7 separate regions of the Mus musculus genome follow, and all the other regions are linked to region 1. A link is a contact called in public Hi-C, HiChIP or PLAC-seq, Micro-C and promoter capture Hi-C data. All regions are on one chromosome and are shown on one strand. Each heading gives the region's core, a stretch centred on a gene start, on an enhancer-like site or on the middle of the called end of the contact. The rest is flanking DNA. Distances are from core to core; before and after follow the strand shown. Region 1 holds the start of Ticrr (TOPBP1-interacting checkpoint and replication regulator). Region 2 holds the start of Mfge8 (milk fat globule-EGF factor 8 protein). Region 3 holds the start of Abhd2 (abhydrolase domain containing 2). Region 4 holds the start of Zfp710 (zinc finger protein 710). Region 5 overlaps Abhd2 (abhydrolase domain containing 2). Region 6 holds the start of Fanci (Fanconi anemia, complementation group I). Region 7 holds the start of 5430400D12Rik (a long non-coding RNA gene).

Region 1 (3,637 bases), core at 577-3,076:
CAACAGAAATCTAATAATCCTCATTAATTCCAAGATTTATCTAGACAACTTAAGTGTAAGATTTGATTAGATTGTTCTTTTTATTTCAAAATATGGCTGGCAAGCTATCATTCTAGAAATGGTGTCGTCTCCATTATTTTTATATATTGATTTATAATTATATTAGGAACATTAATAATATGTGGCTTACTTACTTTCATAAGGCCACATGTCCTTTTTTTTTTAAGTCATTTAAGTTAAAACTCAATCAGATAATCCCAAATCCTCTTACTGTGGTACCAATAGGAAACACATATGAGGGGCTGAAGAGATGGCTCAGTGGATTAAAGCATTTGCTGCACCTCCAGAAGATCTGGGTTCGATTCCCATCATGCAAGGCTGACTCACAATCAGCTGCAACTCCAGTTCCAGGGGATCCAACACCCTATTCTGATCTCTGAGCACAGGCATGCACATGTGCAAAACGCCCATACACACACACACACACAAAAAAAAATCCACTGGCCAGAGATGAGACCAAGAGGGAGCATACTTGCTAACAACATGCCAGGCTGGGAGTTCCATCCCTAGCAACACCTCCCTGCCCCCATATACAATAAAGTTAAAAAGAAAGCGGGAGGGGGGAGGAGGAAGACACGAATGAGTGTTGGAGATGTTGGTTCAGTGCTTGACTGTCCAGCATTCAGGAAGTCTTGGGTTTGATCCCCAATACCCCATAAACTGCGTTTGGTGCAGGGGCATGTCTACAGTCCCAGAACTAGGAAGGTGGAGGCAGGATGATCAGAGAAGTACAAGGTACAGTTTGAGGCCAATTTGGAATATAAAAGAAAGTCACAAAAACAAACACACAACAAAAACAAGTAAAACAAAACCAAGACTTCAGAAAACACTAATCTACTGAATGGATGAGCTGTAAGAAGGCGGGTGCTGGAAATCGGACGTTCTAGTGTTTTTTTCTGCACCCATTGGACTGGCTTGCGTACTCTCTGGTGTGTTCACTCCTTAGTTTGTAAAACAGCCTCCCCAGGTGCTCTGCAGACGTCTGATTAGGTATCTTTATATTACATTTTCCTACCTAGGACCCGTATTGCTCTTCTGTCACTTCTCTTTCTTCCCGAAAACACTTCCCTGCCTTCCAGACCTTTACAATAGAGTATCCGAGGTCCTTCCACTATGCTCCAGCCTTGCTAAGTAGCCCCTGCTGGCTTGGAACCTGCGATCCTCCTACCTCCGTCCCTCGAGTTTGAGGATTATGAAATGTTCCTTTCGTCTTTTACAGAAAAAAAAAATTAAGCCCTCCGTCATAGGCTAAAAGACTTAAGAGTAGTCTAAAGTGAACTTGACTCAAGCATCCTAAACCCCTCACTGTGCACATCCCAGGCTTCAGGGTTCTAGTAAACACGCCCCGCCTTCCGCAGGCGACACACACACTCACGTACGCGCGCGCGTGTACAGACACACACACACACACACACACACACACACACACACACACACACACTCACTCACACTCACACTCACACACTCACACTCACACACTCACACTCACACTCACACTCACATCTGCGCACAGTAGCCCAAACGAAGGCTTCCGCGCCCACCGCCACGCCCCCGAAGTACCGCCTCTTTAAATTTTAAAACGAAGGCTCAGGCCAATGAGAACTACATTTCTCCCGGAACTCAGCGCCCCGCCCACCGCCACACCCTCCACCAATCAAGCGGAGGTCTTCCACACGCCTTCCAGTTAGGGTTAAAGAGGGAAGTGCTTACGTAACTTACGTTCAGCCTGCAGCCAATAGGAGCCGAGTTTGGGTACCAGCTCCTCCAATAGCTGCAGCTGTCGGAGAGCGCGGGAGCCTTCGGAGCAGGGCCTCAGAGAAGCGGGCAATGGCGCTGGTTCTCTGAAGAGAGTGCTTTACCTCAGGAAGGGCCACGCGCGGCCGGGCAGAGGGAGTCCCGTGGCGGCCGAGATGGCCTGCTGTCACAAAGTGATGCTGCTGGTGGACACAGCGGGCGTCTCTGCTCCTCATAGCCCGGCCCGACGCGCCGCCCTCCGGCTCCTCACTTACCTGAGCTGCCGCTTCGGCCTTGCCAGGGTCCACTGGACCTTCAAGTTCTTCGACTCTCAGGGGGCACGGAGCCGGCCCTCCCGCGTGTCCGACTTCCGCGAGCTGGGGAGCCGCTCCTGGGAGGACTTCGAGGAGGAGCTGGAGGCCAGGCTGGGGGATCGCCCTCCCGGAGCTCACCTGCCGGGCCCGACGCCCAGAGCCACCCACACGCACGGTGCCCTGATGGAGACGCTGCTCGACTACCAGTGGGACCGGCCGGAGATCACGTCGCCCACCAAGCCGATCCTGCGGAGTAGCGGCAGGAGGCTGCTGGACGCCGACGGCGAGGCCAGGGAGGCCCAGGCCGCGCTCGGGGGCTTTGGGAACGCCGTCTTCCTCCTGGCGCCCTGTCCTCACTCGCAGAGGGAGCTGCTTCAGTTCGTGTCCGGGTGCGAGGCACAGGCTCAACGCGTGCCGCTCACCCCCAAGCAGGTGATGGAGAAGGTGTTGCCCAAGAGAGTCCAAGAGGTTATGATCGCCCGAAATATCACCTTGTACTGGGTGGACACCACCGAGCGATCTAAGGTAAGGTGAGAAGCAGTCTGGATCCGGTCCGCAACTCCCCGACAGCTGAACTTGTCAGGCTCCGTAAAGTGCCACAGACCCAGAATGAACCCCGTGTGCCTTCCGAGGGAAACCCTTGCGGGTCGCAAAGGACAGCGTTCCTCCAACAAAATGGGTAGATTCTGGGTACCTATTAAATCCGAGTGTGGAAGAGCCTCTGCGCTTTGGTACCTGGGTGCTTTTGCGTCCTTAGTTTTGCTACACAGCACTTGTATTCCAGCATGGTGGAAGCCTGGTTCAGCCAGGCTACAGGACTTGGCCGCTTGTTTTGTCTAGTGCTGCTGTGTCTTCCTGGACCTCTAATCCTCTCCCTCTGAGGCAGTAGAAACCTCTCTTAACCTTTGTTGTTGGCCCGGCCTGATGACGCCCCAGCCCTCAGGAGGCAGAGAGGCAGGTCTCTCTCTAGTTCTAGCCTCCATCCAGGTCTATGCAGAGAGGCCCCATCTCCAAAACAAAAGCAAACCCCTTTGTTGTTGTGGCCTGTGCTCTTTCTCTATTGTGTTCCAGTTGGACACACCAGACACACCTGTCATCTTCCATTTATTCTAAAAACACCACCTCAATGACTGTCCATGGAAAGCTGAGGCAGGACTGTCACAGTGCAGGGCTAGCCAGGGCTGCTAGATCTTGTTTCAAAAAAAAAAAAAAAAAAAAAAAAGCAAACAACAAAAATCTCACAGTTACAGGTCTTAACTCCGTTTTGTATTTCCCCACAATTTAACATTGTGTTGAGGAAATATTTGCTGATTAAATTAATCACTTTTGGGGGGAGGGGGAGGTTCGAGATAGGGTTTCTCTGTGTAGCCCTGGCTGTCCTGGAACTCACTTTGTAGACAAGGTTGGCCTTGAACTCAGAAATCTACCTGTCTCTGCCTCCAAAGTGCTAGGATTAAAGGCGTGGGCCACCACTGCCTGGCTATTTTCGGGGTGTGTGTGTGTGTGTAAATTAATCACTTTTTACAAAC
Region 2 (3,637 bases), core at 397-2,896, 510 kb before region 1:
TCCTCCCCACAGCTGCCCACCCAAGGCCCTCCAGAAAGCTCAAGCCCCCTCCCCTACCCCCACCTCCCCCGGGAGCTCAGGTTCCCAAGCTGGAGGCAGGCAACACCATTAATGAGCACCAGCCCACACAGCTTCACCTCAGCAAGAGCCCTAAGGCGCTGTGGCAGAACTATTAGTCACTTGCTTTAAATAGCAGGTTAATCCCTTCTGACCTGGAAGGGCACAGTCACAGCCTCACGTGGAGGTTCTGGATAGGCCAAGGCCTAGGCACCCAATACCAACAAGGGCCCCGCTTTCAGCCTTCCCTACACCTGCACCAGGAACCAAACCAAGGGTTCAGAGAGGAAATCAGAAAGTGGAAGGTGGCCAGAAGCAGTGGCGTTGGGACTGAGGCTGGCCACCTGCATATGAGACCAGGAGAGGCCAGCTCCTCTAAAAATCCTATGGGATTTCAGGGTCCTTCTCTGGGAAGTGTCTCCAGGAACATTTGGCCAGGGTGCAGGTTGGGGGGGGGGGGGCAAAGAGGAGGGGTGGAAAGGGTCAGAGGAGACCCAAGCATCTTTCCAGCTGAGTGGACAGACCAGGAGTTTCCAGGTCGTGGAAGCTTGGGGCACCCAATGCCTTCAGCTCCAACCCCGAGGTCAGATCCTGTGCTGGGCGACAGAACACAGCTGTGATCTCTCCTGCCTGTGATCACTCCAGTCCCGCCGCCAGTCCCGTTTCTATGAGAAAGGATTTAGGGGCTGCCCCACGTGGGCACTGCTTTTTCATGATGAACTCTCTCCAGCAGCATCCCGCAAGAAGCCCAGACGTCTACTGGGGACCTCAGAGCAGAGGAGGAGGAGGAGGAGGAGGAGGAGGAGGAGGAGAAGGGTTAGGGGAGATAAAGCAGCTGGCCAAGGTCAGCCGGGGGCAGGAAGCCCTTTTCTAAGTTCCAGACCAGCCCCACCTACAAGCCAGTCTCTCGCACTGACCCCTCTGTCATTCCTTCCCTTATCTGATCAAACACCAACAAGTGGGACACAAAAGTTCATTGGATTCTCTAACCAGGCGGGTTCAGGACAGAGTTTCAGGTAACGTTAGCTTGAGTTGTACCCGCACAAGAGTCCTAGACTCTCCCAAATTGTTTGGATTGGAAAGCAGACACAGTTCGGTGGCCTCACTTTACAGACGCGGTAAAAAAGAAAGAGGCACGACGCAGCGGATTCCTTTGTTATGTGTAAGTCACATCCCTGAGGGGGCCGGGGGGGGGGGGAGGCCAGGCTGTCACCGGGTGTCCAGGGTCACCACTCAGTGCAAAAGCTACTTATCACAGCCCCAAGGCCCCAGGGCAGAGAGCACAGAGGCACGTTCGCCTCTCCTACCCCTGAGCGTCCCCCTCCAGGCTCTGCTCAAGTTTGTCAACAGTAGGAGTAGAGGGAGGGCGTCGCTGAGAACTTCCGAGCGGCGGGCAGAACAGGGGCGAGGCCAGAGGGACTCACCAGACGCGGCGAAGAGGCCAGAGGCGCAGAGTAGCATGCCGCACAGCGCGGCCAGCACACGGGAGACCTGCATGCTGCGGGACGCGGGAAAAGGTCCACGCGCTCTGATGCTGGGACTCGAGAGTTCCTGCGTCCGCTCCTCTCACTCCGGAATAAATCAGGCGCCTCAGCTCCGCCCACTGGCCCAAGGGCTCCGCCCCGTACAGCCCCGGGCGGACTCTGGGCGGAGCTCCGAGACCACAGTGGGAAGAGGGAGGGCTGAAGTGGGGGGTCCAGTGCCTCAGCCTCCCGGCGAGCCACGCCCTGATGCCGCTGCCAGTCCTCAGCCTGAGGCCAGGCCCCGGCTTCCTGAATAGACTGGACAGGGGGAAATTGCTCAGGAGGAATTTTAACAAGTGGCTGGATAATGGAGTGCTTTCCTAAGCATGCTGGAGACCCTAGATTCGATCCCCAACCCAGCAAAGATAAATAAAATAAAATAATCCAGGAGTGGTGGTGGCTCACGCTTGTACTCCCAACTGTTAGGAAGCTGAATCAGGAGGATCAGACAGTTCCAGATCGGATCCCCAGAGTGGGCTCCATCCATATTGAGTTCCAGACTAGTCTGGGCTATAGAATGGGACCCTGTTTCCTAAATGTGTGAGTTTATTGATTATTTGTTGTTTAGTTAATTAAAAATAACTGTTTAGAGTTTAAATGCTAATTCTTATCTGTAATCAGAGAACAGCAAATTCAGGCTACAATGAGTACAGTGTTTCCTCCTTTATCAGATCGGCAAGTGTCAGGCTGTTAACAGCAGAGGCTGTGGGGCAAACAGGCTGAGGCACGCGGACCTTGGACAGAGTATACGCCAGCTCAGCTTCTTTATTTGGTAATGTCTTTCAAAATGTCACATATCAACGCCTTAAGACCTAGCAGTAATGCTTAGAGATGCACAACCATTCCATTAGATAGACATCTGTGCAAAATGACACTACAGGATGACATAACGTCTTTAGAAACCATGAAAAGGCCAAAAAAAAAAAAAAAAAAAAAAGGAATTGGCAAACTTGTGTAAAAGTCCCAAATTAGAAATATTTTAGGATTTTGGCCACTGTGGTGGTTCAAGCCTATAATGCCAGCACACTGGATTATTAAAGGAAGTCCAAGGCTAGCTTGAACAACATGGTGAATCTTCAGCTACCCTAACCACCAGAATGAGATTCTATCACAAAAAGAGAGAGAGAGAGAGAGAGAGAGAGAGAGAGAGAGAAGGAAAGAAGGAAAGAAAGAAAGAAAGAAAGAAAGAAAGAAAGAAAGAAAGAAAGAAAGAAAGAAAGAAAGATAGAAAGATAGATAGATCTGGCTAAAGAAATGGCTCAGTGGGTAAAGCATTTGCTGAGCGAGTGCGGCTACCTCAACTCAATCCCCACAAATCGATCAGGAAGGCAGACAGAAGCAGAGAGCCCAAGTCCACAAAGCTGACCTCTGACCCACGCACCCACCCAGTGTCACATGTGTGACCACACACATACACACTAATGATAATGATGGTAATAATGATAATATGATAAAGTTGTTTAAAAGCTTCTGGCCTGTAATCTCAACACGTGGGAAGTGGGGAAGTTGGACCAGGAATTCAAGGTTGTCCTCAGCTAGACAAGGAGTTGGAAACTGAGCTTCAGCTATGTAAGACCCAAAGCCTCAAAATGATAACTGCAAGATGATGGTGATGATGGTGGTGGTGGTGGTGGTGGTGGTGGTGGTGGTGGTGGTGGTGGTGGTGGTGACTATACAAAGTTTTAGGATTTGTGAGCTATAAGATCTTGGTGACAAGTATAAGAAACAGCCTTGTCCCTGGAAAGCACCTGGACTGAAAGAAAATGAGTATTACAGAGCTGACAGAGGAAAGAAATCAGAGCCTGAAAAGGAGGGGCTTGTCTCTAGTAACAGCAGGCCATGGATTCTTTTTTTTTTTTTTAAATCCTGTGTACACAATCCATTTACACATAAGTATTTTAATAACAGTATTTGAATCAGGGGAGTGAAATGGGAACACAGAGCAGCCACACAGCGCTGTACCAGCTGCACACCAAGACCTAGCATGGGATGTATGACTGTTAGGAGATCCTTGTTAGAACTGTTCTGGGGCTGGAGAGATGACTCCGTGATTAAGA
Region 3 (3,637 bases), core at 759-3,258, 390 kb before region 1:
CCTGTGTATAGCCACCAACCAACTCTATTTAAAGGGAAGAACCAGAAAGCTGTAGCTCAGAACCAAGTGTGTGCACCCACACACGCACACACGCCTGCACCCACAGTCATGAATACAACTCTCTCGACTGGCAGCAAATCTATTTATATACATCCCCCATTTTTAAGACTTTCGTTTTAATCAACAATTGTGCATACTTACGGCTCTCCAACCACACGATGCTTTGGTACCTGTGTATTAGTGAGGTGACTACATCCAGTTGGTTAATATCCTTATCTGGTGACAAACCCAGAGCTCATCTCTCACGGTCTAAACCATCTCAGCAGAAGAGAACTCATGACCATGGGGGAGGTTGTTTCTTAGTGAAATCCTTTGCTACCAAAGCCTGGCCTTCTCTTTGTCAAGAGAGAGCAGATTACAGAGGAATAAATAAATATTGAGGAGAAACTTTATTGAGGTAACATGACAACTGGGGGAAAACCGAAGAGCAATGGAGCCTCTCCTCCTCTCTACTGTCCCACAGTTATGGGTGCTTTGAAAGGTCTGGGGTTCAATGCAGTTCCAAGAGTCTTTCCGTCCACACTCTGGGGTGTCCCATACCTTCAAAATGAGAAATGGGGGAGTCTGAGGGATATTTTAGAGGGACTTCTGGATCCGCACTAAGTAGCCTTCAAAGGCTGCTACTTGCTCACATTGCTTTGTTTGTTTGTGACAAGGCCTCATTGTGACAGAGGAGGACTCATTATGTAGCTTCAAAGTAAAGCAATCCTCCTGCCTCAGCTTCCTGCTGGAATAACAAACAGGAGACCGGTGCTGGCTCCTCCTCCTTGAGTTGGCTCATGCTTTCCTTGTCGGGGTCCGGAAATGTATTAAGAGAAAATTTAACATTGCTTCAAATCTAAATTCCTTCCTCTGGCTATGTGTTCCTTCTGTCTCCTGCCTCTTCTCTTGGAGCCACACTGCGTGCCTTGGCAGTGTGTCGGTGGCTGCCTCACTGGAGCTCCCTTTCGGGTTGTCAGTATTCTCTCCATCAGGCACGTGCCGTTGCGAACAGAGCCTCAGGTTCACAGAATGGTAGAACCCAGTCTAGGTGCATGGATGGAGAGGGTGAGTGATGAATAGCTAGTCTTGATAAACGCCCGTGGAACACCACGCACTGTACTGATCTTCTATCAGCAACCAGCACTTACCAAATATAGTCAGTGAGAACTCTAAAAGGCTAAAAGGCACGGCCAAGACTGCAGTCTGACTTCAAAGGTCACTTCTTCCAAGTGGCCTCCAACCACAAGGGCTGGTTAAAAGCTGAAAGATCATAGGGACTGTAACAGGTCCATAAAGTCCTGCATGTTCCCACCCACTTCCCTAGCTGAAAGAGGTCAAAGGCTGCTGCCTCCACCTCTTTGTCGCCTCCACCTCTTGCTTTCTGGTTTAGTGACTCACCACCTCTGCTCTACTAAGTTAGGACTCCACACTTCAAACACCTACGTCCTGAGCTACAGGTTCATCTTCCTGGGCACACCAGTGCTGAGAACCCCACGGCTGGGCTATCTCTTTCCCCAGTTCATCTCTATAAGACTCCGGACCTTTCTGCCCCAGAACTCAGAAAGCCATCACAATAGGCCCTCTCCTCTACTCCGTATCATCAACCATCAAACATAACCCATCCTTTAGCCGGCTCCCCTTATCCCGCCCCTCGGGGAGGACCTTACCCAATAGCATCTAGGCCCACTGGCTAAAGACATCAAAAGTAACCAATTATAGGAGAATTGCCCGCTAAGAATCTCCGCCTCCACCTTGAGGAGCAGTCCTACTGACCAATGGGCCACCATATAGACGCAACAAGCGCGATGAACAAATAGAGTGGCGGCTGGGTGATCCAATGGACACTGGGAGAGCCTTGCTTGGGGGCGTAGCAGAGGCGGTCGTCAGGGGCGTGGCGGCAGTTGCCTGGGCGGGGCCGGTAGCGGCGGGAGCTGCGCTGGCCAGGGGTTCCGGCTGTATTTCTATGAGCGCAGCCGGCAGCTGCGGAGCTGCGGGAACCGGACTCCGGGCGGGTTGGACTGCTGGAGTCAATGAGAGAAGGTAAGACCTCGGCTGGGCGAGTTCCACCAAACAGGGATCGCGCCTTGGATGCGTCGGGCCAGAACCCCGAGTTACCCGGTCCCCAGCGTGGCTCGGCCCATCGCGCCGCAGCTTGAGTGCTCCGGATCCGTGGGGACTGTTTGGGGGACTGTCACCTGGCACTGCGGGGATCTAGAGGGCCAGCTTGTCTGATGACGGGGCAGCCCAACCCATTGGTGGGATACGCCTTCCTAAAGGTCCTTTGTCCTCTCCTGCTCGAGGAACCGAGGTTGGGGACAAGGCCGACGGAGGCCTCCTGGCTGCCATCCCTCGCTCTGATCAATGCTGAAGTCTTGGTCCTGGGGGAGGTATCTGGCCGGCCAGACTCAGGGTAGAGAGTGCAGGATGCTGGAAACCTGAAAGGGCCTGACTACAAGCCCTTTCGATGGGCCGATGCATTTTGGGATCCCGGGGCTCACCTACGACCGATGGGTTCAAGTTGTAGGGAAGCAATTTTTGACCTACTTGGAGGCGCACTTTATTGAGCTTGTGGGGCAACTGTTCTAGGTGCTTCGTGGGCTTTCCCCACAAGATCTGTCCAGCAGCGCCCCGGGCTGCCTGCCAGGCCGAGCAGCCAGAGCATCGACCTTGGAAGTGCCTAGCCAGAGGCCAGATGATAGCCACCTGTCTGGGATGCTTAGGAAGGGGAGAATTGTATGAGCCATCTGTGAGGCCCTTCTCCATCCACCCATGCACTCTGAACAACATTTATTGACTGTATCGAGGATGGGACTTACCGGAGTTGGCTAGATTCCAAGGGGATGTTGAATACACCCATAATGATCTTTTTTGAGGTCTTAGCTCTCAAATGCATGTGTGCATGCCTGCGTACAAATGGAATAGATTATATTGAATGCTGAGTTAATCAAGTGGTTCACCTTAAGTGCGCAGTTGGGGGTTCCACTTTCTGGTTCCTCTTTTGTGGTGCCCTCACCTCCAGCTGGTCAAGTTTTACCTGGCCCAGAGGCAGGTTCCAAGAACAGGCTTGGGAGAGATTGCAGGATTGGCAGAGTCAACATGATCTGTGCCCAGAGCTTTTCAAGGACCATTGGGTTACAGTCACACTAAGCAGAATGCATTTCCCCTCCTCACTGCCTCCCCTCATTTGCTTGACTAGGAAGGACATAATCCTCTGAAGGTCGGGAAGCAGAAGAAATAATTATAACCCGCTTTACCCAGGTGAAGATAAATGAAGCTTTGTCCGGGTAGGCAGCCAAAAGCAGCTCAGTCCACGCTGCTGGCGGTCAGCATGATATTTAGAAGCCAAAAGGCTGATGCTCATCTAACTCTTCCCCCTTATTGTACGGATGAAGAAACCTAAGGCCTGGGGTAGTCACAGCTGGCTGGTCATCACAGGGTCAGGACTAAGAGTTGTTCCATCCCTTGAACCCTAGGTCTAGGCAGGACATGATTTGAATTCTACTTCCGGCAGAGTTCTCATTCTTGAAGTTCTAGATGAGTCCAGAGGGGGTAGAAGCTCAGACTTTGGCATCTAAGTGCTTGGGTTTAAATCTTC
Region 4 (3,637 bases), core at 584-3,083, 370 kb after region 1:
TTCCCTGTTGGCTGGTGAAGGTGCTGAGGTCACTAGAGACCCAGTGTGCTGAGCCTGAAATCACGGGGTCCTTCTTGCTGAACCAAACTCTCTGGCTTCTGTTTTCTCACTCCTTGCCAGAAATAAATCATGTTCTGAGTGACTGGAGTCATTGCTCACAGCTCCGTGAGCTGGTGTAGGGTGGGGCGAGGGGCAGTGGCCTTGGGGCTCCTGTCATTAAAGACCCAGGCCTTTGGGCTGGGGGGAGGGGAAGGAGTGGCTGGTCCTATCCCTGGGAGGCTGCAGTCATTGGGGGAGAGACAATGGGGCTCTGCATCTGCTCCTCGCTGGGAGAAGGGACCCTCCAGTGAAAAGCCAGGGAGAGCAGGGAAGTGTGGGAGGAATTGATGAGAAGGGGTGGAGCCAAGGAGATGCAGCCCGGAGGAAGGAGGGAAGGGGAAGGAAGAGCGCAGGGAGGGGAGAGGATCCAGGCTTCCCTTCAGCTCGGTGACCTGGTCCGGAGCCACAGCTTCCCTCGCTTTGTCTGGGCCCGCCGAGACCTCACGTTTCTCGCCCAGCTGCAGCCCCAGTCCAAGGGCCAGGCATCCAGCAGGTGCTCAATACTTACTTGGGAAAATAAGAAATGTGGCCAACTTTGCTCTGGGAACTTTTCCCCCGTGTTGTCTCCACTCCTCTGGAGAAGCCGAAGACAGAGCTGGTCTTGGGAGCACGCCCAGGCGCCCCATGAATAATTGACCCTTGGTGGCGACACTGCCCCGCTCTGTCCGCGGGCTCCGTACCCGCCCATGCGTCGGAGTCGAGCGGCGCAGCTCTTGAGTGGCGGGTGTCCGGGAGGTTGGAGGCGGGGTGTCCGGCCTGTCCCAGAGCTGGGAGGAGGCCAGGCTATGCCGAACCCCGGGCCCCGCGGGGAGCCACAAGGGCCCAGACCTCAGCGAACGACCACGCCTCGGCGCCCTCCAGCAGTGCACCCCGGGGTCGAGCCTAGGCCCTGGGCTTGGGGAGGATGCGAGGGACCCCGAACTCCTCTGAACCCCATTCGCACCCGGGTCCCGGTGATAGCAGCCGGGGCCGTTCCCTCGAGTCTGACCGTCCAGGGCTCTGCGAACAGCTGTTTAAAGGCTCTTTACTGTTGAGGGCTCTGCGGCGACGTTTGCTCTAAGTCCCATCTGCCCACTTAAAAAATATATTAAGTGAAGAGCACCCCCAGCTTCCACCCCTGACTGGGGAGGGGGCAGGTTGAGCCCTAACCCGTATTCGGAAGGACTGGCCACTCGGGCTCCCCCGACCCCAACCCCCATTAGCTCTTATTTGGGATAGGGCACCCCAGACTTCCTGGGGGCTGCTCTCTGGAGCCCCCTTTGTGCCTGGCAGGGACAGCCCCCCCATTTCCATGCGAGGTTCTGACGCTCCCTTCTCCCCCGCTTGTTAATCTTTGTTCCCCTTTTCTGCTGAGAGGAGGGGAAAAAAAAGAGGGAGAGGGCGAAAGAAAAGAAGGAAAAAGGCGTGACTCGATTTTCAAACGAAACTCCCACAGCAAACAAAACCCTTTTAGAGAAATAAAGGAGGAAGGAGGAAGAAAAGAGGGAAGGGGAAGAAAAAAAAGAGAAGCCTCCAGGCTTGCAATTCGAGTAGGAGAGTTGCAGCGAGAGAAAGAAAGAAAAGAAGAAAAATCCTCTCTGCGGTAGAAAGAGAAAAAGAAAACTTGGGCCGAGGAGAGGGGGGTGCTGGGGGGGTGGAAGGAAGTGAGAAAACAAAAGAGAGATAAAAGGGCTGCTTTTCTGTCTCTCTTCCTCTGCGAGCAGGCTTAGGAGGAGCTGTTTAGCATCCCTTCACGTCAGCCCTGCCTCATTCCCTTCTTCCAGGGAGGGAGAGAGCGCGAGCGAGAGAGCGAGCGAGCGCGAGAGAGAGCAGGAGGGAGAGAGAGAGGGGGGGAGAAAGAGAGGAGCCGGAGGGAGGGTGGCAGAGCAGGGCGGGCGCGCGTGGAGGCGGCGCGCAGCTGCAACCCGGGCGGTGGGCAGCAGGAGCCCCCGGCCCGCCCGGCCCGGCCAGCCGAGGGCCCCCAGCGCGAGGAGCCGCGCCCGGACCCAGGGTGAGTGTCCCGCGAGCCCGCGGCCCCGCCAGCCCCCGGGCGGCCCGCGGCGGGGTGGCTGGGGGGCGCGGGGGTGGGTCGCTGCGGCCGCGGTCGACCCGCCCCCCGCCTCTCCCCGGGGACGGCGGCGCGCAGGCAAACATGTCGTCTTTTCCTTTCACTTCCACATTCCCTCATGCCGGAGAGCTGGAGCGAGAGAAGGGGAAAGAGAGAGAGATGGCGTCTGGAGGGGGGGAGGAGGAGGGAGGAGAGGGGGAAGGGAAGGAGAGAGGAGAGAGAGAGACAGAGAGAGAGAGAGAGGAGAGAGAGAGAGAGAGAGAGAGAGAGAGAGAGAGAGAGAGAGAGAGAGAGAGAGAGAGAGAGAGAGAGAGAGAGAGAGAGAGAGAGAGAGAGAGAGAGAGAGAGAGAGAGAGAGAGAGAGAGAGAGAGAGAGAGAGAGAGAGAGAGAGAGAGAGAGAGAGAGAGAGGCACAGGCAGAGAAGCAGCAAAATGAAAGGAAAGCGCGGCGGTAGCGTGGGAGGCCGGGGAGGCGGCGGCGGCGGTCTCCGGCCCGCACGTGGGTGTCGCGGCGCTCGGGGATGCTCCCCCCGCACCCGGCCCGGGACTCAAAGTTTCACCCTTCGCCGCCCCGCCCCTGCGGCTGCCCACAAACTTTTTACTCCGGGAGCGGGTGGGGTGGCCGCGCGGCCCGGCCGGCAGGGTGGCTAGGGCTCAGCGCGCAGCTGGCGTGCCGGGCGCCCCTCGAGGGCAGCGGGCGTCACCAGCGCGGGACCCCGGCCCACCTCGGTGGCCCCGTCTCCGACCTGTTGAAGGCGCACCCCCCGGGCCGGGAACCGGTGGGCAGATCCCCACGGCAGATCTCGAGCCTCCCGTGGCTCGGCCTCCCTTCCTCGCCGCCCCCTCTCCCTCTCCTCGCGGTCATTTTCCTAATTGGACGGAGCTGTGGGGCGTGATCGTCGGCGTCAGACGGAGGAGCCCCCCGAATCGGGTGGTCTTCCCTCCACGACTCTCAGACCCCACCGAGCCGGCCTCGGTGCTACCCCCCACCCCTCCGCCCCAGCTGCGGACTTGCTAACTCGTGCGTAGCGGGTTGTTGGTTTTCTTTCTTTTTTTTTTTTTTTTTTCAACTTGCCTTTTAAGATGACTTTTATGGTCCCTGCAACTGCTTCCCTCCAGTCTAAACTGTAGTTTGGGAAGATTTAAGAGGCCAGGGAGGTGCTTGTGTGGGCTTTAACTAATCCAAAACGGTCATTAATGTATCTCTACGCCCTGCGTGATGGTTCCGACCAGGCCGAGCAGTAGTCTGGGTGTGTTTTCACCCGGACACTGCAGAGTTCCTTCACGGTCTTAGCGGCCAGTCTGCCAGTGAGGGGACACTTGACCTGCGGGCCCTGTGCCCTATCTTCGAAGGGCACTCTGAGCACCTTTCTTTCCGTTCACAATGGAAACTCTCCGCCACTGTCCACCTGAAGACTTAACTAGTCCCTGTGGGTACCCCGGAAGCTCACAAAACTCCCCCACAGGTGTGCGGAGGACTTTGTGCTGTTG
Region 5 (3,637 bases), core at 763-3,262, 300 kb before region 1:
CTGTCCAGAATTGAATGAGACGATGAGTGAATCGCCTGGGTTATTGTTTCCTCTGCTTCATCTCTGTTGGCACCAGGACAGCCCAAGAGGTGTAGTCGTGGGTCTGTGTGGATGGTAAAGGAGCCACCTGAACACCTCAGGGCTTCGGGTGGAATAGAGCGTGGGCACTGGCCCGAGAGACTGACAGGAAAGCCTGTACATGAAGCGCTGTTTTCTGACAATCACTAGATCATCCCAGTCGTCACTGAGATGTCTGCAGCCTCCAGTTTGCTTTTTGCTATAATTTGTCACACTCACCAAATCCTGTCCCTGTGCCCCTCTCATGGTGGCCATTTCTCTGTTGCATTTCCCTTAGCACAGATTGGCACTTTATCCTTCATCCCTCAATTTGGAAGTGAATCCTTCTCTATCGATTTTTCCCTCCACCCTACCGCAGCCATAATCTAGAAGCCTCACACACAGTTCCTGTTTCCTGCCTTCATCCCTGAAGACTTTTAATGAGAGCAATAAGGTCACAGAGTCGAGTCACCGTCCCTGGAAGTGAGGGGCTCCCTTTGCTTGCCCGAGGCCATCTCTTCCCAAGTCCTGACAAAGCTTGGGTGCCCCCTTTTGTCATACTTAGGAGGAAGTGGGAGGTTGTCCTGGGAGCCTGGTCCAAGCAACAGGCCTGGAGGCCCACTGGGGAGAGGTGGAGCTGCCATACGCCTAGAGATCCAGGCCCTCCCTGGGGCTGGGGGAGGGGACGTGTACCAGCTGAAGCCTCCTTAGTGTGTCACTCTGAATGGCACTGGCATTCCATTTTGCTTCACATGAAATCAACTGAGGCTCTTTATTTAAGTTTTGGGCTCTCAGACATGGAAATGAGACCGTGACCGTGGCAGTCGGACAGGAAAATTCTTGTTTGGCCCTGAATGAGAGTACAGAGGCATGACTGTGGAGGTGCCAGCTTTGCCTAATGAATGGGAGGACAGCCCTCTATGTAGGTCGGCTGCTTTCCTTCCTCTGGGCTGCCTCGCTCTAGCGTTTAGAGAGTATTCTGTTTTTAAATCAAGGATATAAATTACATAGATGTAGACAATTCTGTGGCTGGAATAACATTAAGACCCAAGTGCGGAGTGCACCTATATTATTCCAGTTGTACTCCCTGCTTCCCAAATAATTGGAAACCATGGACTTCAGTCAAATTAGGATTACCTAGCATCAAAATGATGATCAAGACTGCCTAGTTAGCAGGGAAGCTTGCAGACTTGAACGCCCGTTCTTTCCTGCACCAACTTTGTGTCTTCCATGCCAGAGCAGAGTGAAGGTGGAAAACGTGTCAGTGTATCCCTCTCACGCCTGTGGTATCCTACACTCACAGGGAACCTTGGGATCTACTGAAACATTCCTCTAAGGGTGTCTTCCTTTATTCACATGGTGTTACAGAACCAGCGTCAGGAGACCTGGTTGCTCACCCCCACTGGCTCTGACTCATGCCGGACACACGGGCAAGTCACTTCACCTCTCTTGAACCTGTTACCTTGTTCTATAGCATCTCTGAGGCTGCTTCACTCACTTGTGAATCATTCTCTCCATCATTGTTAAGTGTGTCTGAAGTTGCACGTAGAAGGGAGTGAACCCTGACCCCTAAGCTCATCTTCATCTTAAGAGAGAGAAGGCGCGTGTGCATTCAACTTTTCCTAGTTAGGACACGAGGCAACATCCAAAACCCCGTCTCTGGCCTCTCTTCCTAGTCTTGACCGTCATGACCGTTTCCTTGCTATTCTGAGGGTAGTCTTGTGACTGTAGCGGGTGAGAGCCACAGTAATGAGGAGAGTGCCTCGGTCTTCAGTGTGACCAGGCTAAGGGTGGATGGTTGCCAAGCCAGAGGTCCTTCCTGGGCAGGCTCGCTCTGGCTCAGCTGAACCTTCTGGGTGGCTGAGCTTATCTGGCTGGCATCCGGATGAGAGCCCTCTTTGTAAGTGGCTGACTTGAGATAGAGTTTGCCAGGTCCGGAGATACAGAGCACGTGTTTATGTTTGCCCCGGAAGCAGGTGTTAGAGATGTGAGAGGCTTTTCTTTTCCTGTGGCCTTGATCCTGACTTGAGTGACAGTTTTAAAAGAAGGAGGAAGTGGGTGTGGGGGTGTGGAGACAGGACTTGTGGAGTTGAAGGAACCCCTGGGTTTTCTTCCTTTAGGCACATGAGAGAGTTCTTAGGAAGCATGTCACCTCAGCATCCTGTCACAGTATCATCTGGAATTGTTTTCTTTACCCACAAAGCCTTAACTTGCCTCTAGAAAATCCCCTGGTATGACAACATTGTGGCCTAAGAATTCAAACTCTTCTCCTATGAAAGTCTGAAGCAAAGCCACAGCCAAACCAGAGAATTTCCTCAGGTGGCCTGGAGGCTCCTATGACATCACCCCCACCTCTCACCCCAACAACATGAGTGATCTGGATCTAAGCCCCTCCACCCACCCGTCGTCTTGGCCTTACTCTCTTTCAAAGCCACATTAGATCACTCAAATGCTTCCAAAAGGGGCCTGCTTGGCATTTAGAGACCAAGCCATTGAGGGCCAAGTTTCTTCCACCTGTTAGCTAAGCAAAGGACAGTTGTCCCCTCTGCCTGGGGTCAATTTTCCCAAACTATGTTTATAGCTAAGGACACAGGAGCAGGCCCCTGCTGGCTAAGGAACCCCAACAGCATCCAGAGCAAAGGCTGCTCTGCTGGCCTTGCTGCCTCCAGGTGCTACAGCCCAGCATCCTCCTGAAGTGGTCCTTAGCAACAGGCTACAGAGTACAGCTTGCCAACTATCCCCAGACACCCAGAACACAGACAGCTGTCTCCTTTGGAAGAGTCTGTCTGCCATGTTTTCCAGCTGTTTTTTTCCTAGCGTATACATAGGTAGAGCTTTCACCAATGCCTAATAAAGAAGCTGAAATCAATTTCTAATTGGTAGATTAAGACTGACATGGCGAGGTTCAGAAAATTCACAACTTTTTACTAGACTCCTGTCAATTAGGAAATCTATAACTGGTCCCCATTAGCCAAGTAATCTTCTGTTGCCATAAATTGGGGACAGTCCATTTCTAGCGCCTATAGGATCACCCTTAGTCTCGGTGGGCATTCTGCCCCCCAGACCACAGACACAGAGCAGTCAACATCACCTGAAATCATTGCTGACCTCCTCGGTCCCCAGGGCCAACCGCCACTCTCCCAGGCTGCTCTCCTGAGGGAACCTGGTTCCTGGTGATAGGAGCTGGGCTCGCTTTGGTCTTCATTCTGGCCTCTTTAGTTTTCCTAAAGCACAAATCCATGTAGTGCCCTGTTACCTCTCCACACCCATTCCAGGTGACCTGGCTCTCTCCCGCAGCCTCAGGCAGACCTTCACTATACCTGAGTTTGCAACTTTTCCCCCACTGCCGCTGCCTTATTGACCAGGGCTGGGGTGGGGGAGGGGCCAGCTCACCTCCCTCCTTTTCCCAGGTAGACTCCAACCGACCACTGTCTTACGTTGGCAGATTCTGCTTCCAGATTGATTTTTTTTTTTTTTTTTTTTTTTTTTTTTGAGAACCATCACTTTCACATTCCTGATTCTGATGAGTTTTGTTTTGTTCTCTCTGGGTTTCACGGAACTCCAGAGGCTGCCCTGGAAA
Region 6 (3,637 bases), core at 845-3,344, 270 kb before region 1:
TACAAATGAGCGCCCCTTAAGTACCTACCTAGTGGCTCACATAGGGAGTCTAGCTGGTGAACTGAATGGGGAAAGATTAGCTGCTTAGTTAAGGAGGTCTGCCCCTGAGTGGAAAAGCTGATGCTAATCCAAATCTATCCTTTATCTTACTAACACTGTTAATGCTGGCCAGCCACGTGTTGGAGCATATTCGCAATCCCAGGCACTTGGGAAGTAGAAGCAGGAGGATTAGGAGTTCCAGGCCTGTTAACACCTTAGCATTACTTCTAGGCCCCGCCCAGCAGTTACCTAGCAACTGCCAGGTAAACTGGGGTTGCTATAAAAGGGACTGTTTGGTCTCTCTTCACTTTCTGACTTTCTCTCTCTGACCCCCTTTTCTCTCTCTGACTCCTTTCTCCCTCTCCTGCCCCACTCCATGTTCCTGGCCAGCGTCTTCTCTTTGTCTCTTTGTTCCAGCTCCATATCTTTCTCTCATTCTATCTCTCCCCTCGCTCTTTCTCTGTCTCTACTCCCTTCTCAACCCCCCTTCAACAGAATAAACTCTATGCTATACTAGACCTATGGCTGGTACCTTGCAGGGAAGGATGCCTTAGCGTGGGCCCACTGAGGTACCCTAACCCACTGCACCGTACCTCGCTCTTTAAAACATATTGTTGACTTTACAAAACACATCAAGGCCAATCACAGTTATGTCGCAAGTTAAAACCCAGCCTGGGCTAAGTGGGATCCTGACTAAGAAAACATAAGCAAAAAGTTAATGTTGCCGGGCGTGGTGGCGCACGCCTTTAATCCCAGCACTCGGGAGGCAGAGGCAGGCGGATTTCTGAGTTCGAGGCCAGCCTGGTCTACAAAGTGAGTTCCAGGACAACCAGAGCTATACAGAGAAACCCTGTCTCAAAAAACCAAAAAAAAAAAAAAACAACAACAACAAAAAAAAGTTAATGTTAATAAAAAAACAGGTAGCCAGGCAATGGTGGCACATGCCTTTAAACCCACCATTGGGAGGCAGTGGCAGGTGGATTTCTGAGTTCGAGGCCAGTCTGATCTACAAATTGAATTCCAGGACAGCTAGGGATATACAGAGAAACCCTGTCTCAAAACAAAACAAAAACCAAAAATTAATAAATAAAATAAATTAAAAACAGGTACTATGTTATTCATGTATCGGGGTAGACATTCATACAAACAATTTAATAAGTGTTATTAGATGCACACATGGAATGCTTATTTAATCTGTATAGATTGTTAACAGATTTACAGCTGAATGGTGCAGTCCTAGAAGGAGTTTGGAACTAGAAGGAGTTTGGAAGGAAGGTTTTGTGGGAAGATGGGATGAAGCCATCTGTTTCTTTAGTGAAGTAAAGGATTCCCCTCAGGGATCGCCCTCACCCTCAGCTGCTGGTTTTTAACAACTTCTCATATTTCAGTGTGGAGACCTAAATGTAGAAGAGTGATTCCCGAGAGGAATCCTTTGCTTCACTAAATAGTAATGCCTCTGCTTCTCCTCTACCATCCTAAGCACCTTCACATGCTTAGCTAGCCAGGAGCTTGTTGATTCTGGGCACTGTGCACAAGCTGCACCCTCAATCTAAAGTAGAATTTCGGTCCACTGCTTCATTGATCTTGACGGTGCACTCAGGTGGTTATTTACGAATGTATTGAACATTCACTGCTTCTGGGACGGACGGACACACACACTCACACTCACACTCACTCTCACTCACTCACTCACTCACTCACTCACTCACTCACTCACTCACTCACTCACTCACTCACTCACTCACTCATGCGGGCGCGCGCGAGGTGCTTCCGATGCAAAAGACCTGACCCTCCATCAATTGGTTCAATCTCTTCTGCACTGACTTCAACTACAGAGCTCTAAGAAAGCTTAACCCGGCCATACCATAACGCGCATGCTACTCTGAGGTTCCCCCCAAAGCGTGTGAGCCGGTTGCACCTCCCTCTCCCGCGAATTTGGGCCATCATCTCCGCAAAGATTCCCCCACTTTGTCATCTAAAATGGTACGCCCTACAGAGTTAGGAAGTCGGAAGTGCACCTCGGGGGCGGGACCTGTTGCTCTGGGCAACGGAAGTGCGGCTGCGTGGAGTAGAGCGGGAATTTTGGAAGGATCCCGAGCTGAGGTTGAGGTGACTGTTCAGGGTCTGTGCTTACAAGGAGGGAGGAAGTGGGACGGTGAGGACAGGCAGGGTCCCCTTGCGACGTGGCGTCCCGCCGTGCCTGGTTTCTGCGCAGGGGTCGGGGACATCAGCTTTGGCGGGTTTTTGCGAGGCTCGCTCCGTTCTGCCCTCCCTATTGGCCCTGCCCTGCAGTGTCAGCGCCTGCTTCTGGAGGGTCCCGCAGCCGGGTTTCGCGCGTGGAGCCCAGTGCCAGTGGGAAGAGAGGCCATTGACTTCGCATAGGATAGGCAGGATACTCAAGACGTGCACTGTCGAGCAGAACGGAGCTCCAAAAGCTAACGACCCCACCAGATGTTTTATTTAATTTCTCCATTTACATAGCGTTTATTTTAATATACAAAGCAATCACCCAGCCACCACTATAAGCACTTAGTATATTTTCGGCACCGTATATAGAAGTTAAGGTAGTAAAATCTACATTAGCTGCCTTATTTTATAGTTTCTGTTTCCTTTTAGTTTTGTTTTTGAGTCAGTGTCTTATATTGGCTACAGAGTGTGCCTGGTCATGTTTCCACCTGAGTGCTGGGATTACAGGAGAGCATCAACATGCTAGGTGTATACAAGTCTAGGGTTATGACGTCATCCAGCCCAGGGCGGCAGGCCTGCTAGGCAGTTCTACCGGCAGAGTTACGCCCTCTGGCCCACATCAGATATTTCTTATGTCCTTAATATAAGCTTGTTACTGTGCTCAAGATAACGATAAACCAAACTGGAAATACTCATGGAACTGTAGACCAGTGGGGGACCTAGCCATTAATTTAAAATGTAATATTAGAACTTGCCGGGGGAGGGAGGGGGGCTGGTGAGATGTCCCAGCAGTTAAGAGCATTGACTGTTCTTCCAGAGGTCCTGAGTTCAATTCCCGACAACCACCTGGTGGCTCACAACCATCTATAGGAGGATCTGATGCCCTCTTCAGGCAGGGGGATGTATATGCAGCAGAGCACTCATACATCAAATAAAATTGTTTAAAAAGTTAGTGACATTGTGGAAGGAATTTCACTGGTGTTTGTAGAGGAGGTAACACCGGAGCATCTGAGAGAGAGTGAGTTGAGCCGAGGTCTGAAGACTTTGTAGAAATTGAGAGCAAGGATGGGTATCTTTGTTTCAGATGAGAAATCGTTTATAAGGGTGTTGGGGATTTGAAGGACAGAAAACAATTTATTGTTCTTAGAAGAGTGATAAAATCAGAAACAGAATTAGCTCTGTGTACCTTTTCACGACCTCCGGCTTGGGTGGTGGTTACGTGCATAAGAACATCCTTGGTAGAGAAGGAGTGAAACCCAGCATGAAGCACCCCAGCTTCAGAGTGGCTTAGAGCTGTGGAGAAGCTCGCTGCGTTTGTAGACTTTGGGTCTGGTTGATTCCACTATCTGATTTTTTTTTTCTAATTCCTTATTTAACATTAAAAAGAAAGAATAGAGTGATGAAGGAAGTT
Region 7 (3,637 bases), core at 612-3,111, 260 kb after region 1:
GGTGGAGGACTGCCTAGAAGGAGGGGTGCTCTCAATTCCCTTCCTAGTTCAGAAGGAGACATGAAGAAATTGCAATACTGATACATTGCTGATAACAATATACAACTAGGAAAACACTTTTCCAGTTCCCCACTTAGTTATTATGTGGCCTAATGATTCTACTACATATGAAGTCAGGAGAAATAAAAAGAAATGTCCATACTAAAACTCAACACATGAATGTTCAGAGCAATTACTGGGAAACACAGATGACCAGCAGAGCACAGTGGTGCATGCCTATAACTCTAGGATGTGGAAGGCTGTGGTAGGATCTCTTTTGGTGGTTGGTTGGTTGGTTGGTTGGGTTTTGGTTTTGCTTGCTTAGGGACAGGGCAGTTGATTGTGAACAGGGTAGTTGATTATTAACAGTAAGTTTCTTTAATAGAGATAAAAATGTTCTCAAATTGTGACAGATGCCACTAAACTGCATACATTAAGTAGCTGTATAGTGATTTTTAGCTCAGTGAAAAACTTAGAAACTAGGAGAAACAAATGCACGTGCAAATTGAAGTTGTAAACCCTGTCTTGAAAAACATAAACAACAAAAAATTGAAGTTGTATTCAGTGTTCTATTTAAAAACGTAGTTGGAAAATCCTATTTTAAAAAGCAAATACTTTTCATTTATGATGAAAAAAGGAATAAAAGACCCAGAGACATTTCTGTTTGTTTGTTTGTTTTTCAAAACAAGGTTTCTCTCTAAAGCCCTGGCTGTCCTGGAACTCACTGTGTAGACCAGGCTAGCCTCGAACTCAGAAATCCACCTGCCTCTGCCTCCCAAGTGCTGGGATTAAAGGTGTGTGCCAGAACCGCCCGGCAAGACATTTCTTAACGTGTACAAAAGGTGGGGCTGAAGCCTGAAAGTCTTCTGATTTTATTCCCTCTCAGACAGAACCAGTCTCTCAGGAGGATATTTTGAAACCTAACCACGAATAAAATATTGGGGTACAGAAGGCAAAGAACGGCATCTGCGTTTCCCCAAAGGAAATGTTTCCAGAAAATTCAAATGTGCACGAACATTGCTGAGGCATTCCATGATGGCATTTGTTTATTTGTTTAATTATATGATTTCTTAAGATGCGGTCTGGTGTAGCTCAAGCTGGCTTAGAACTAGCTGTGTATCTGAGGATAACTTTGAAGTCCTGATCCTCTCGCCTCCATCTCCCGAGTTCTGAGCTTTGAGGTGTGCACCACTACAACTGGCATCTTGTAAAAATAGCTCATTTCCCCCTAATTTTAAAAGAGACTTTCTGCAACCTTACAGGATAAAAAGTATCCCAACCCTGATAAGTGCCAGCCAATGCTGAAGCAAGTGATTCCACGAAAGAACTTCTCTCCATGCCCTTGAGAAAAAATAAACGTAAAAGAACCCAACGACCAGATCATCACAAAACTACGCTCATCAATTTAAAAAACAAAACAAATACAGAAACAAAAAACTAAAGACAGAGGCTGTCACCCAATATCTCAATGCGGCACACTGTGTACTGAGTCTGTCCCTAAGACCCAAGGGAAAGTGTCACAAAACACAGAAAAGCCAAGATCCAGGAAGGATGAGGGAGGAGCAGGGGGGTGGGTCATGCACGGTGCCAGAGCAGGAGATGCTGCTGAGCGCGGCTGCGGGCCGTGGGGAAGGGATGGCTCTGGTGCTCCGCAGGGGCATGGTTGGTGGGGCTGCACTCACAAAACGCTGGTAGAAGCGGACCAGCCGCGGTTTTCCATGGTTGTTGAAAACCAGAATCGCCTGAATCATCTTTGCCGGTCCCGCTTCTCTCGGTACCACCTGCTCCAAGAACGCACCTTCTTCCGGCACAACACGAACACTTCCTGTTGGTGTCCCGCTGAAAGCTGCTCCCGGAAACTTAGTCTCGGTACCCCTGGGCACCGAGCACTAAAGTGTCCTGCCGCTCTGGCACCCTGAGAGGTCGGCGCGCTTTCCTGGGGAGCACGGCTGTAGAAGCCCAGGAGCACGGTCGCCTTGGCCAGCCTGGGAACGAATCCAAGCCTGGCTGGGACTGAGCCCCTCATTCTGGTTCCATCCTGGAGCCAACCGTGTCGGCAGCAAGCATCGAGACTGGCAATTCCTGCCAGCAGCCGCGCCAGTTTGAGGGACCAGTAGGTGTTTGTGTTTCTTCTTCTAACCTTGGACTAGCAAAAGCTAGGCTTTTATGTTGCAGTGAATTAGGCAAAAGTCTGCCAGTCAAACGGTCATTCTCTCCTTTAGATGGTGAAAGTTGACATCATACGGGATCTCTCATCCAATCCCACATAAACGGAACGGTTGGTCTCAAACTGGTAACACCTTTTCTCATTTATTTATTCATTTAGTTATTCGTTTGTTTGTTTATATGTTATCTTTCTTTGAAACGGAGTCTCACTGTGTCGCCCTGCCTGGCTTTGAACTCAGAGATTCGCCTGCCTCTGTGACCCTAAATGCTGGGATTAAAAGCCTGCACCACCACATACATCCCTGGGATTTTAGTAAATAAAAATTCAAATGACTATTGCATTGAAGTGGGACAAAATGATTCAAATGTTGGACGGAAATGTCAAAGACAATTCTAAAACAGAGTAGCAAGAAGGAACCAGCTTTGCCCACCAATCAAACCAAGCAGGATAATTTGAAGTATGTTTTAAAGTTACATTTATATGGATTTTTTTGGAGAGGACCCACGCGCCTGCAACGGTGCATGTGTGGAAATCAGAGGACAATTTGGGGAGTCAGTTCTCTCTTGCTGTGTAAAAGATCTAATGTAAGCCATCAGACTTGGCAGTGCCTTTACCTCACAAGCCTCAAATCATAATTAAAAGGTGAAGTATTATTGAACTATAACACAATAGTCTGTGGTAAACAATTTTAAAGATTTAATTTTAATTATGTTGTATGTGTATATGTCCAAATGTTGCTTCAGGTGCCCTCAGAGACTAGAAGAGGCCACCTTAGAGCTGGAGTTTATAAGCAGCTGAAGTGAATGCTGGGAGCAACTCCAGTCGTTTGGAAGAGATGTAGTCTTTCCAAGCCCTTGGCATGAAATAATTTTAATATATGATGTAGGGGCTATCATAGTTTGGCTGTAGGAAGGAATTCCACAAGTGCTATTGAGATAACTGATTAACACTTTGAAGAAAAAGCAGCTTAGTTTTTTCATACTTTCATATATGTTAGGGCCACAGTGGATTAAAGAGGTAAGGAAAAAACAGAGTAAGGACCTGGGAGATGGCTCCACAGGCAAACTCACTTGCCCTTTAAGCCTGGCAAACTGAATTCAATGCCCAGAACCCAAGAGAGGAGAGAGCTGGCTTCCAAAATTTGTCTCTCATTGCTGTGGCACGTGTGCACTCATGTTCACACACAACATTAATAGCAATAAATGTGTATGATAATGATACAGCTCGAGATGTAGCACAGGTGGCAGAGCGCTTACACAAAACCCTGGATTCTGTCTCCAGCACTATAGCTGGTATGCCAGCACATACCTGCGATACTCAGGAGACAGAGGCAGGAGAAAGGCAAAAGCTAGAAGCCATCCTTCAATGGGAGTAACAAAAGAAAAAGACGCAGGGGCCAGTGAGCTGTCTCAGCAGGTGAAGATGCTTGCT

The links. Promoter capture Hi-C pulls out the DNA fragments that hold promoters and counts their contacts. Hi-C and Micro-C count contacts between places; a contact is called where the count stands out from the background. HiChIP or PLAC-seq counts read pairs in DNA pulled down with a chosen protein or histone mark. Capture Hi-C pulls out chosen DNA fragments and counts their contacts.
Region 2: a promoter capture Hi-C map of pre-B cells shows a contact between it and region 1. The contact joins the promoter of Mfge8 here to the promoter of Ticrr in region 1. A contact is called at or near these places in 5 of 39 promoter capture datasets (the HPC-7 cell line, liver, pre-B cells and 1 more), 3 of 484 Hi-C or Micro-C datasets (Sertoli cells, embryonic stem cells and natural killer cells) and 1 of 115 datasets of contacts at active chromatin or transcription factors (embryonic stem cells).
Region 3: a contact with region 1 is called in a Hi-C map of erythroblasts, with 2.3 times the contacts expected there. The contact joins the promoter of Abhd2 here to the promoter of Ticrr in region 1. A contact is called at or near these places in 3 of 39 promoter capture datasets (liver, pre-B cells and stem cell-derived epiblast-like cells), 3 of 484 Hi-C or Micro-C datasets (CD4 T cells, CD8 T cells and erythroblasts) and 3 of 115 datasets of contacts at active chromatin or transcription factors (bone marrow-derived macrophages, memory CD8 T cells and pancreatic cancer cells).
Region 4: a contact with region 1 is called in a Micro-C map of embryonic stem cells, with 2.1 times the contacts expected there. The contact joins the promoter of Zfp710 here to the promoter of Ticrr in region 1. A contact is called at or near these places in 3 of 484 Hi-C or Micro-C datasets (all in embryonic stem cells) and 3 of 115 datasets of contacts at active chromatin or transcription factors (the SCID.adh cell line and embryonic stem cells).
Region 5: an H3K4me3 HiChIP or PLAC-seq map of embryonic forebrain shows a contact between it and region 1, with 3 times the contacts expected there. The contact joins the enhancer-like site here to the promoter of Ticrr in region 1. A contact is called at or near these places in 4 of 39 promoter capture datasets (the HPC-7 cell line, embryonic stem cells, hippocampal neurons and 1 more), 3 of 484 Hi-C or Micro-C datasets (the G1E-ER4 cell line, the HPC-7 cell line and palatal mesenchyme) and 5 of 115 datasets of contacts at active chromatin or transcription factors (embryonic forebrain, embryonic stem cells, memory CD8 T cells and 1 more).
Region 6: a Micro-C map of embryonic stem cells shows a contact between it and region 1, with 3 times the contacts expected there. The contact joins the promoter of Fanci here to the promoter of Ticrr in region 1. A contact is called at or near these places in 5 of 39 promoter capture datasets (the C10 cell line, embryonic stem cells, fetal liver and 2 more), 7 of 484 Hi-C or Micro-C datasets (the G1E-ER4 cell line, LSK cells, embryonic stem cells and 1 more), 12 of 115 datasets of contacts at active chromatin or transcription factors (the SCID.adh cell line, astrocytes, embryonic stem cells and 3 more) and 2 of 9 other capture datasets (adipose tissue and liver).
Region 7: a contact with region 1 is called in a promoter capture Hi-C map of pancreatic islet. The contact joins the promoter of 5430400D12Rik here to the promoter of Ticrr in region 1. A contact is called at or near these places in 3 of 484 Hi-C or Micro-C datasets (the G1E-ER4 cell line, adipose-derived mesenchymal stem cells and cortical neurons), 1 of 115 datasets of contacts at active chromatin or transcription factors (embryonic stem cells) and 2 of 9 other capture datasets (adipose tissue and pancreatic islet).

Annotation. Positions count from the first base shown.
Region 1 is chr7:79,658,370-79,662,006 of GRCm38.p6, forward strand. It overlaps Ticrr (TOPBP1-interacting checkpoint and replication regulator), which reads left to right and starts at 1,827. Exons shown (of 22, transcript NM_029835.1): 1 at 1,827-2,633. The coding sequence starts at 1,971.
Region 2 is chr7:79,147,414-79,151,050 of GRCm38.p6, forward strand. It overlaps Mfge8 (milk fat globule-EGF factor 8 protein), which reads right to left and starts at 1,647. Exons shown (of 9, transcript NM_001045489.1): 1 at 1,482-1,647. The coding sequence starts at 1,554.
Region 3 is chr7:79,271,258-79,274,894 of GRCm38.p6, forward strand. Abhd2 (abhydrolase domain containing 2) reads left to right here and starts at 2,009. Exons shown (of 11, transcript NM_018811.6): 1 at 2,009-2,082. It overlaps Gm31510 (predicted gene, 31510), which reads right to left and starts at 1,772. Exons shown (of 2, transcript NR_169073.1): 1 at 1,710-1,772; 2 at 435-600.
Region 4 is chr7:80,024,395-80,028,031 of GRCm38.p6, forward strand. It overlaps Zfp710 (zinc finger protein 710), which reads left to right and starts at 1,834. Exons shown (of 5, transcript NM_175433.5): 1 at 1,834-2,089.
Region 5 is chr7:79,361,574-79,365,210 of GRCm38.p6, forward strand. It overlaps Abhd2 (abhydrolase domain containing 2), which reads left to right. Exons shown (of 11, transcript NM_018811.6): 11 at 1-28. Among named protein-coding and RNA genes, the nearest start is that of Gm24224, 9.6 kb to the left of the region's middle. Within about 2 kb of position 2,013, at least 137 of the 459 cell types and tissues checked have an H3K27ac peak or open chromatin away from gene starts, as enhancers often do. A contact at or near this core is called in the G1E-ER4 cell line, the HPC-7 cell line, embryonic forebrain and 2 more, where this site is marked.
Region 6 is chr7:79,390,244-79,393,880 of GRCm38.p6, forward strand. It overlaps Fanci (Fanconi anemia, complementation group I), which reads left to right and starts at 2,095. Exons shown (of 38, transcript NM_145946.2): 1 at 2,095-2,148. It also overlaps a transcript of Rlbp1 not described here.
Region 7 is chr7:79,918,788-79,922,424 of GRCm38.p6, forward strand. 5430400D12Rik (a long non-coding RNA gene) reads left to right here and starts at 1,862. Exons shown (of 2, transcript XR_003946805.1): 1 at 1,862-2,152; 2 at 2,262-3,637. Ap3s2 (adaptor-related protein complex 3, sigma 2 subunit) reads right to left here and starts at 1,853. Exons shown (of 6, transcript NM_009682.3): 1 at 1,722-1,853. The coding sequence starts at 1,790.